Linked DNA regions of Callithrix jacchus: region 1 is linked to region 2. A link is a contact called in public Hi-C data. All regions are on one chromosome and are shown on one strand. Each heading gives the region's core, a stretch centred on a gene start, on an enhancer-like site or on the middle of the called end of the contact. The rest is flanking DNA. Distances are from core to core; before and after follow the strand shown. Region 1 holds the start of ATR (ATR checkpoint kinase). Region 2 holds the start of LOC128930023 (heterogeneous nuclear ribonucleoprotein A1-like).

Region 1 (4,698 bases), core at 1,346-3,845, 240 kb before region 2:
TGGATGACATTTAAAGCCATGAAATTAGGTAAGATTACTTGGGAAGAGAGCATAAATCAAAAGAGGGTTAAGGACATAGTCTGAAAGCACACTGGAGAACAGTCAAGAATGACTTCTAGATTTCTGGTTTGGAGAAATGAGTGAATATGGTGCCATTTACTGAGATATCTCTACTTCAGTGAATAAGAGAAAAATAATTTTTTGTTGTTGTTGTTAATGAATGAGAGCTTCTTACGTTGCTCAGGTTAGCCTTGAACTCATAGCCTTGCCTCCTCAAGAGCCAGGACAACTGGCGGGAGCCACCCCACGGCTCCCAATAAATTTTTTTTTTAATTTAAAAAAAGAAGTCTTGTGAAGGTTAAGACGTGAAGAATTTGTATTGGTATTGGATATGCTGAATCTTAATTACACATAGGACACTCAGTGAAACTATCAGTATACAGCAAATATACAGTTCCGTAGGAGGCAGGATTTGGAAAAACATATTTGGAGTCATCAAATAGCAGATGATAGTTGAAGGCAGGAAAGTGGAAAGGTCATTTACCAAGACTACGCAGAGTAGAATCCTAACAGCAAAAAACAATAGGACAAACTTTGTCTGAGAGACTGATGAAGAGCTGCCCATAATTAGAACACTGATCTCATTTTTTTCAATAGTCTAATTGCCGTAGTCATAAGGGAGAACATTTTGGAAGAAAAGGCCTTGATAGCTTGAATCTGAACCCTAGCTCTGATACCTGCTAGCTGTGCCTTTGGTTTTTCAACTTCTGTGACCCTGTTTCTTAAACAGTGATAACTCCTGTTCCATCCTATGTCATGGACATACTATGAAAATGGATGAGCTTGTTTCATTGAAGTAGTTGTAGCGAAAAAGCCATGAAAATTAAAAACTATTAGACAATTTTCTATAGGTCAATTTTTCTATTTCTCTTGGAATGGCTACAAATGGAAGATAACATAAGCTCTACTGATGAAACAGACTATATATAATCCAAGAACCAATTATTTTTATTAACAGGTCTCATGGAGGAAGACAGAAGAGGGAAGAGAAGTATTAATTCTACTTTAAAATGAATTAATTAGTAGAGCTAATTCTACTTTAAAACAAAGTGGGAAAAATATACTGAGCTTCACAGTGAGCCTGAAAGATAAAATCTGTAAAACAACTTCCTAAAATGATCACTTTTCTTCATCTTCTTTTAGAGAGGTATACGTTATTTTATAAACTGTAAACACAAAAGTATACTTGCCACACTAATAAAAAGTGGAAAAAATTCACACAGTCAAAAATAGTGATGCAGTTAGGACAAGAATCGTCCCTTCATTTATCCTCTTATTCATATATTAAGACTAGATTATTTGCATGGCCAACCAGTGGAAATGAACACAACTGCGCTGCAAAAAGAAAGGGAAGCAGCTATCCCATCGGCTTAATGTCAGTTTTGACTGTGTATGGAGAGTTTTCAAACCGTTTAAGAAATTGGGAAGCAGTTATTCCAACTGATCATTCAACTGCGGTAGTAGCACAAGCTCATTTATTTCTTGTTCGCAGTAGTTTAGAATTAAAACAAACAAAACAAAACCAGCCCTACTGAGTCTTTAGGCCTGGTTCAGGAAAGCCTGCCTGAGTGTTACAGGGGTGTGGCAGTCATCAACACCTCTCCCTCCCTCTTTCGGTAAGACACTGGTTTTCATGAGGTTTACAGAAAACAGGCATTTGCAAATGAACTATTAAATTGCCTCCAAATTTTGGCAACAGTCTGTGCACGTTAAGATTTTGTGGACACTGAGGTCTATCTCTCCAATTTCTGACTAAAATAACGTATCGAGGACTGGACGATTAATACGAAGGAGTTCACATCTTCAATATGTACTATGACTTCACTTCAAAGAAAATAACTGCCTTTTCCATCAAGTGATGTCACTTGCAGAAAATGAGAAGCGGTGATTTTTTTCCAAGGGCAGTTTGGGGACAAAATATAAGGCTAAAAACCAATTCCTCCACGAGTGATCACAAAGAACAGAAACTGATGAGTCAAGTCTCTCGTCTAAGGAAAGGGGTTTTCGAGAAGAAAATGAGTGTAGAAAAGTGACCATAAAGTGATCAGCAGGGACTCTTCCCTCGAGCTGCAGGAAGCAAACTCTCGGGTTGGGCGAACTCTCCGGCGCTGCTGAGGTAAACCCGGGCCGGCAGACGCCTCTCTCTCCCCTAGAATCGGCTTCCCGCAGGTTTGTGGCGACGACCCCACGTCCCCACGTCCCCACGTCCCCACGTCCCATCGACGAGCACTCTGAGGGAGAAGCGCCCAAATGAGCCACGGAGCATCTCCACAAGGGCAGCAGCTGGGGCTTCGGGGATCCGAACCACGGCGCGGCAGGAGAGGGGAGAGCACGTGAAACCCCAGCCGGGATCGTCAGAGGAGGATGCAGGACCCAGGATGGGCCTAGCCCTACCTGCCCAGCTCCCGCAGAGCCGGGATCATGGACGCCAGCTCCAGGCCAGGTTCCCCCATGCTGAGGCTGCCTGACACTCGTCAAACACGCCGACGCGGGTTCCTGGCGTCTCCAAAGCTACCCCGGCCGGAAGAGAACGGCGCCCGACGGAGCCTCGTGGGGGCCAAAACTCTTCCCGGAAGCCGCTATTGGCCCCGCTTGCCGGGCCCTGCGTCTGTTTTGTAGAGGACCCGGGGGAAGCCGGGAAGCAGTTAGGGGGCGGGGCAAGCGGGCGAGCGCGCGCCGGTCGAACTTCCCTGGTTGGGTTCAGGACTTAGTTCTCAGCACTAAGCGAGCAACGTTTGTGAAGTTTTCGTCTTGAGCGGCCAGACTGCTGTTCTGAAGCCTGGGAGGCACAGCGAAGCCAGACCCCCGAATCGGGAGAGGCTAGGGGCTTGAGGGCTGCCAACCCAGAATCTCGCTTCACAAATGTGAGAACTAGGACAGTTCAGCGAGTAAAGGCCAAAAGTAGACTCCGTTTCCCCAGAGTAACGCTGTCACATTTTAAAAGTTTCTCACTTCGCCACTACTCTTGTCACGCTGTTGAGAGAGAAAGGGCAAAAGGTGGGCTCTCCCTGTTTGTTTTTCTTTTTAAGCATTTTTTTTCGACTTGAAGTCGCTCTTAGGTTTCCGTGAGGACCCTGCCAACATATAATATTTAAAAATGGGGTTGGATTATATTTGTGTCTCATCAGAGCAGCAGTACTGTGGAAATGCCACCATTACAGGCATCCACAACCTGTGATTTATTTTTTATTTACTTATATTTTTTGAGACGGAGCCTTGCTCTGTCACCAGGCTGGAGTGCAGTGGCGCAATCACGGCTCGCTGCAACCTCCACCTCCTGGGTTCAAACGATTCTTCTGCCTCAGCCTCCCGAGTAGCTGGGACCACAGGCGCGTGCCCCCACGCCCGGCTAATTTTTTTTGTATTTGTAGTAGAGACGGGGTTTCAGCATGTTGGCCAGGATAGTCTCGATCTCTTGACCTCGTAATCCGCTCACCTCAGCCTCCCAAAGTGCTGGGATTACAGGCGTGAGCCACCATGCCCGGCCCTGTGATTTAATTTTTAAAGTAAATCAATGGATTTGGGGAATATACATTTTCTCGAGAATACAGACCAGCATTCCCTAACCTTTTTGGCATCAGGGACCAGTTTTGTGGAAGACAATTTTTCCATGGACAGGGAGGTGAAGGGAGGTTTTCGGGATGATTCAAGCACATTACATTTATTGTGCACTTTCTACTATTGCATTGTAATATGTAATAAGTCATTATACAACTCACCATAAGGTAGAATCAGTGGAAGCCCTGAGCTTGTTTTTCTGCAACTAGATGGTCCCATCTGGGGTGATGGGAGACAATGAGAGATCATCAGGCATCAGAGTCTCATAAAGAGTATGCAACCTATGTCCGTCGCATGTGCAGTTCACATAGGGTTTGCACTCCTGTGAGAATCTTATGTCCCGCTGACCTGACAGGAGGGGAGCTCAGGCGATAATGCCAGTAATGGGGAGCTGCTGTGAATAGAGATGAAGCTTCCTACTGTGTGGCCCGGTTCCTAACAGGCCTCTGACCAGTACTGTGGCCCAGAGGTTGGAGACCCCTAATAGAGACCACTGCTGCTTTCCTGGAAAGCTTTCTTTGGCCTCCATGACTCTTTCTTGTTAATAACACTTCTTTGCCATCCCCTTTACTGTTGGTATTCGTCAGGATTCCAACTTAGGTTCTTTCCTCTTTTTTAGTCTTTCCTTCACTCTCAAGGCTTCAGTTAACTTTCTATCTGTTGTTCACTCCCAAATTCATTGCTTTTCCCTTATCTCTTTCCAAGATTTGTATTTTCTGTGTTTATCTCCCTACTGAATATTTTCCCTTCAGCATTTCCCAGGCAGTTTATTTTGTTTAACTTTTTGTTATAGGGACTTTCAAATATATGTAAAAGTAGACAGAATAAGGAGCTCCTTTATGCCCATCGCCCAATCAATGATTATCAGCATATGGTTAGTCTTTGTTTCATCGATAACCACCTTTCTCATTTTCTCTCTCCCCAGTTGGATTAAAGAAAAGTGTAGACATCATATCAAATTATCTGCAGATGCTTCAGTTTATATCTTTAAAAGACAAGGACGAGATTCTACCTCCTAAATATCAGACTTACCCACTTTCCCCCAAATTCCCTTACCACCATTCCAGTTTAGGCCATCAT
Region 2 (4,499 bases), core at 1,928-4,427:
TGGGGACTTTGCAGAGTCCCCACCAAAAAGGCTCTCCCCAGGTATGCTCCCTTGACCTTGGGCTTCTCGGCCTCCATAACTGTAATAAAGAAATTATTTTTATTTATAAATTACTCAGTTTCAGGTATTCTGTTATAGGCAACACAAAACAGACAAAGACAGTTCCAGCCACAAAAGTGATCAGGTCATTTAAATAATGCTTCTGAGAGTCAAGCCTTTCACGACAAAATTACAAAAAGCACTTATAAGCAGCGAAGGAAGAAAAGACTCAATCAGGTCACCTTCTAAACATGATGTTATAATTATGTGATCATTCACTACCTTTTCTATGAATTAACCTTGGGGTACTATATTGAAAACCGAATTTTCTCAAGGAAGAGTATTTTAGGAACAAAGATATATTTTTATTATGCTGCAACTGAGCTTTAGGATAAATGAGACAGAATCATAGTGCCACCAATGTACTGGGGGCCATGTTATGTCTGCAAATTAATGTTCTAAATCACTAGGAAGATAAGAGGAAATTTAACTTAGATCCACTCTGCATTGGCCAATCCCAAGAATGGACTGAGATGCTGTTTCATGTGGTATAGAGCCAGTTACTGTTATCTGTCTCTAGTTATCATTCCACATTCTTCCTGTCCTTCAGTCACTACAGCCAACCAAACACCATGTCCTGCCAGTTTTGCTTCGTAAATATTTCTTGATCCACATCCTCCTCTTCTCCACCATCCTTCTCCACCTCCTTGACTTTACCTGGACCACGGCAACAGCCTCCGAACTAGCCTCCCTGCTCACCTTGTCTAGGAAAGGGGTTCTAGAGCCTCTGGTCCTGTCACACCTGGCTTAAATTCAGTTGAGTGCTCCCATCTCTGCAGCACACAGAAGCCAACTCAACCCTCCTGCCTCATCCCTATGGAGGCCCCAACTCAAGGTTTTGGCTACAGAAATAACGTACATCTCTCTCGTGCATCTTATGGAGTTACCTCTGCTTGGAATGAGCCTGTCCTCCCTTCTGTCTCTAACTAACTCCAACTCTTCCTTCAAGACTTAGCTTCGAGAGGCACGATCTCCTTTCAAAAGCTTCCCCTGATCACTTGTCCAGACTGGGCCAAAGAACTCAGAAACCCACCCAGAACATTCATTAACCAGTTAACTTGTCTGCCTTATTTCGTTCCCTCCCAGTACTTACTTCTGTAGTTTTAATTTATCTTTGTATTCCAGGTGCCCAGCACATAGCCGGGGAGTAATCAATGTTTCTGAACGCAATTCAATGGCATTGATGCTACACTGAATCTAACACAAGTCTATCTATCCCCAGTGCTCCTCCTGTTCATATTTTTAACAGGGAAAGGCTCCCCAAACAGGTTTTCTCATTTTCTGCACTGCTCTAACCCAGAAGTAATCTAACTATGAGAAATATTCCTCTGGATAAAAGTGTTAGTCAGTGAGCTGGCAGCCAAGCTCTTCTAGTCAAACCCCTGGGAAATGAGTGACGCTCCACAGCCGCCACTAGTGCCACCCCTCCTCCATGCTCACGGAGGCAGCCACTACCCTGAATTTTGTGCTTATCATTCTCTTGTTTTTAGCCATAGGTTTATCACACACATATGCATCATTATGCTATATACTGTATAGGTTTGAGTGTTTTTAAATGTCATAAATAAAGGTTACGGTGTACATTTTTCTTTTTTGTTTTATGTTGTGTGTTTTTTTTTTAAAGACATTTATTCAGTGTCATGACCAGACTATTACATTTAGCAATCAACAGCATGGGGGCAAAAAAAAAAAAATCTACATTAAAACCCTTTGTTGGAATGTTTTACACTTTCCACAGAACAGAAACTAAAATAACCTGTTATACAATGAGTCAGAAATACAGTCCTCGAGTTTTTTGCCCATACACCTGAGTATTTGTCTAAAACATGTCTTCTCTGTAGCAGCTAGGCCCTGCCACCACTGTGCTTGGCTGAGTTCACAAATCCGTTATAACCTATAGCTTCCCTGTCACGTCTCTGGCTCTCCTCTCCTGATAAGCTTTGTTTCCTAATTAAAATCTGCCACTGCCATAGCTGCTGCTGCTACTAGAACAAGCATAGCCACCTTGGGTTAGTGGTCTGGCAAAGTATTGGCCTCCACCACCATAGGGGCCAGAGCTTCTGCCTCCAAAGTTTCCTCCCTTCATGGATCTAAAACTTGAAGACTGATTGTTGTAATTGCCAAAATCTTTGTAGCTTCCACCACCTCCAACACTGCTTCCATCATTACCAAATCCATTATAGCCATCCCCACTGCCACCATATCCACCACTGCCATGGCTGCCACCGAGGTAACCATGACCACTGAAGTTTTCTCCAAGACAAAAGTTGTCATTCCCACCAAAACCACCTCCATGTCCACCACCAAAGTTTCCAGAACCACTTCGACCTCTTTGGCTGGATGAAGCACTCGCCATCCCTTGGTTTGACAGGGCTTTCCTGACTTCACAGTTGTGGCCACTCACAGTATGGTGTTTCTTAATGACAGTCTTATCCATGGAGTCACGGTCATCAAAGGTTACAAAGGCAAAGCCCCTTTTCTTGCCACTGCCTCTGTCAGTCATGATTTCAAACACATCAACTTTTCTATACTGCTCAAAATAATCTCTTAGGTGATGTTCTTCAGTGTCTTCTTTAATGCCACCAACAAATTTTTTTTTCACAGTTAAGTGGGCACCTGGTCTTTGAGAATCTTCTCTTGAGACAGCTCTCTTTGGTTCCACAACTCTTCCATCCACCTCATGTGGCCTTGCATTCATGGCTGCATCCACCTCCTCCACAGTTGCATATGTGACGAACCCAAAGCCCCTGGAGCGCTTGGTGTTTGGATCACTCATTACCACACAGTCCGTGAGCGTTCCCCATTGCTCAAAATGGCTCCTCAGGCTCTCATCGGTTGTTCCAAAGCTCAACCTTCCAATGAAGAGGGTTCACTGAAGCTCAACCCTCCAATGAAGAGCTTCCTCAGCTGTTCAGGCTCTTTAGTAGACTCTAACTTAGACATGATTGCAGGGAGAAGAGAGATTTTAACAATGCTTCTTCGGCAGCATCCATGGGCAGAAAGCTTGTATTGTGTTTCTGAGACGAGGTCTCAGCTCACTGCAACTTCTGTCTTCCAGGTTCACTGGATCTTCCCACCTCAGCCTCCTGAGTAGTGGGGATTATAGGCAGACATGCCCTACCAGGCATCATTCATTGTTTTGTATTTTTAGAGACAGGGTTTTACCATGTTGCCCAGTCTGGTCTTGAACCTCTGAGCTCAAGTGATCCGCCCACCCCTCCCAAAGTGCTGGTATTACACAAGTGAGCCACCACAACTGGCCTTTATTATTATTATTTTTTAACCTTCAACATTAGAACTGTGAGAATTATCCACTGTTTTCATTGCTAGGTAATGTATACTATAACACAATTTATTCTCTTGTTGATAAACATTGGACTATTTACTTTCTCCCACCTTCATTACAAACCATATTGCTGAGAACATTCTTGTATATGTCTTTTGGTGCAAAAGTGGTCATACCAATTTACACACCTTTCAAAGGTTTATTCATTGTACAGCTTTCTTTTGGGAATGCCTTTTGATGTCTTTTATCCCCCTTTTTTTCCTACTGGATGGTTAGCTTTTCCTTATTAACTTTTAGGATTTCTTAATATATTCTGGAACCTAGGCCTTTGTCAAATATGTGTTATAAATATGTTTCCATTTGTGCCTTTTCCCTCTCTTTCAGGTACATTCTGATGAACAGGAATTCTCATCTAAGTTTCTCATTTAAGTTTCTAATCCACCTGTCATTGATTTTGTTGTGTGATATTAGCTATGAATATAATTCCATTTTTCCATATGAATAAAAATAGACTTGGCCCCACATATCAATGAAGCCATCCTTTTCCTGCTACCTGATGGTTCTCTGTGAAATGCCCAATCTGCAGATACATGTGGATATGTTTCTGGCCTCTTCTTGTTATTTAATTAGCCAGTCTTCCCATCTCTCTTTTAAAACCACACTGTCTTAATCACAACAGCTTTCTGATAAGGTTCCATACATGGTAAGGCAAGTCTTCCCGCCAGGTTCTTCTCCTTCAGAACTGTCTTACTTTTTTCGCCCCCTTCTTCCTATCCCCTTGCAATCCCATGTACATTTTAGAATTGGACTGCTAGGCTTAATGGAAAAATCAGTTTTAATATTTTTAAATGATATTAAGTCTTCCTATTCATGAGCATTGTACATAGCTCCATTCATTTAGGTCTTTTAAAATATATTTTAGTAAGGTTTTATAATTTTCCCTGTGAAGGCACATTTTTATACTTATCTTGAGCAATATTTTTATTGTTTTTAAAATAATATATTTTTCAAAATACAAACTTTTAAGTTCATGCTATTTAAGAAAATATATTTGTGAATAAAATGATGTTTCCAATAAATAATGTTAACTTCACAAGTCAAACTTTAATGTGTG

The links. Hi-C and Micro-C count contacts between places; a contact is called where the count stands out from the background.
Region 1: a contact with region 2 is called in a Hi-C map of induced pluripotent stem cells, with 4 times the contacts expected there. The contact joins the promoter of ATR here to the promoter of LOC128930023 in region 2. A contact is called at or near these places in 2 of 3 Hi-C or Micro-C datasets (induced pluripotent stem cells and skeletal muscle).

The regions. Positions count from the first base shown.
Region 1 is chr17:42,028,068-42,032,765 of calJac240_pri, reverse strand. It overlaps ATR (ATR checkpoint kinase), which reads right to left and starts at 2,595. Exons shown (of 47, transcript XR_013528590.1): 1 at 2,455-2,595.
Region 2 is chr17:41,786,974-41,791,472 of calJac240_pri, reverse strand. It overlaps LOC128930023 (heterogeneous nuclear ribonucleoprotein A1-like), which reads right to left and starts at 3,177. Exons shown (of 2, transcript XM_054247137.2): 1 at 2,984-3,177; 2 at 1,934-2,951. The coding sequence starts at 3,042. The coding sequence ends at 2,051. All of the region lies in intron 5 of PCOLCE2 (procollagen C-endopeptidase enhancer 2), which reads right to left.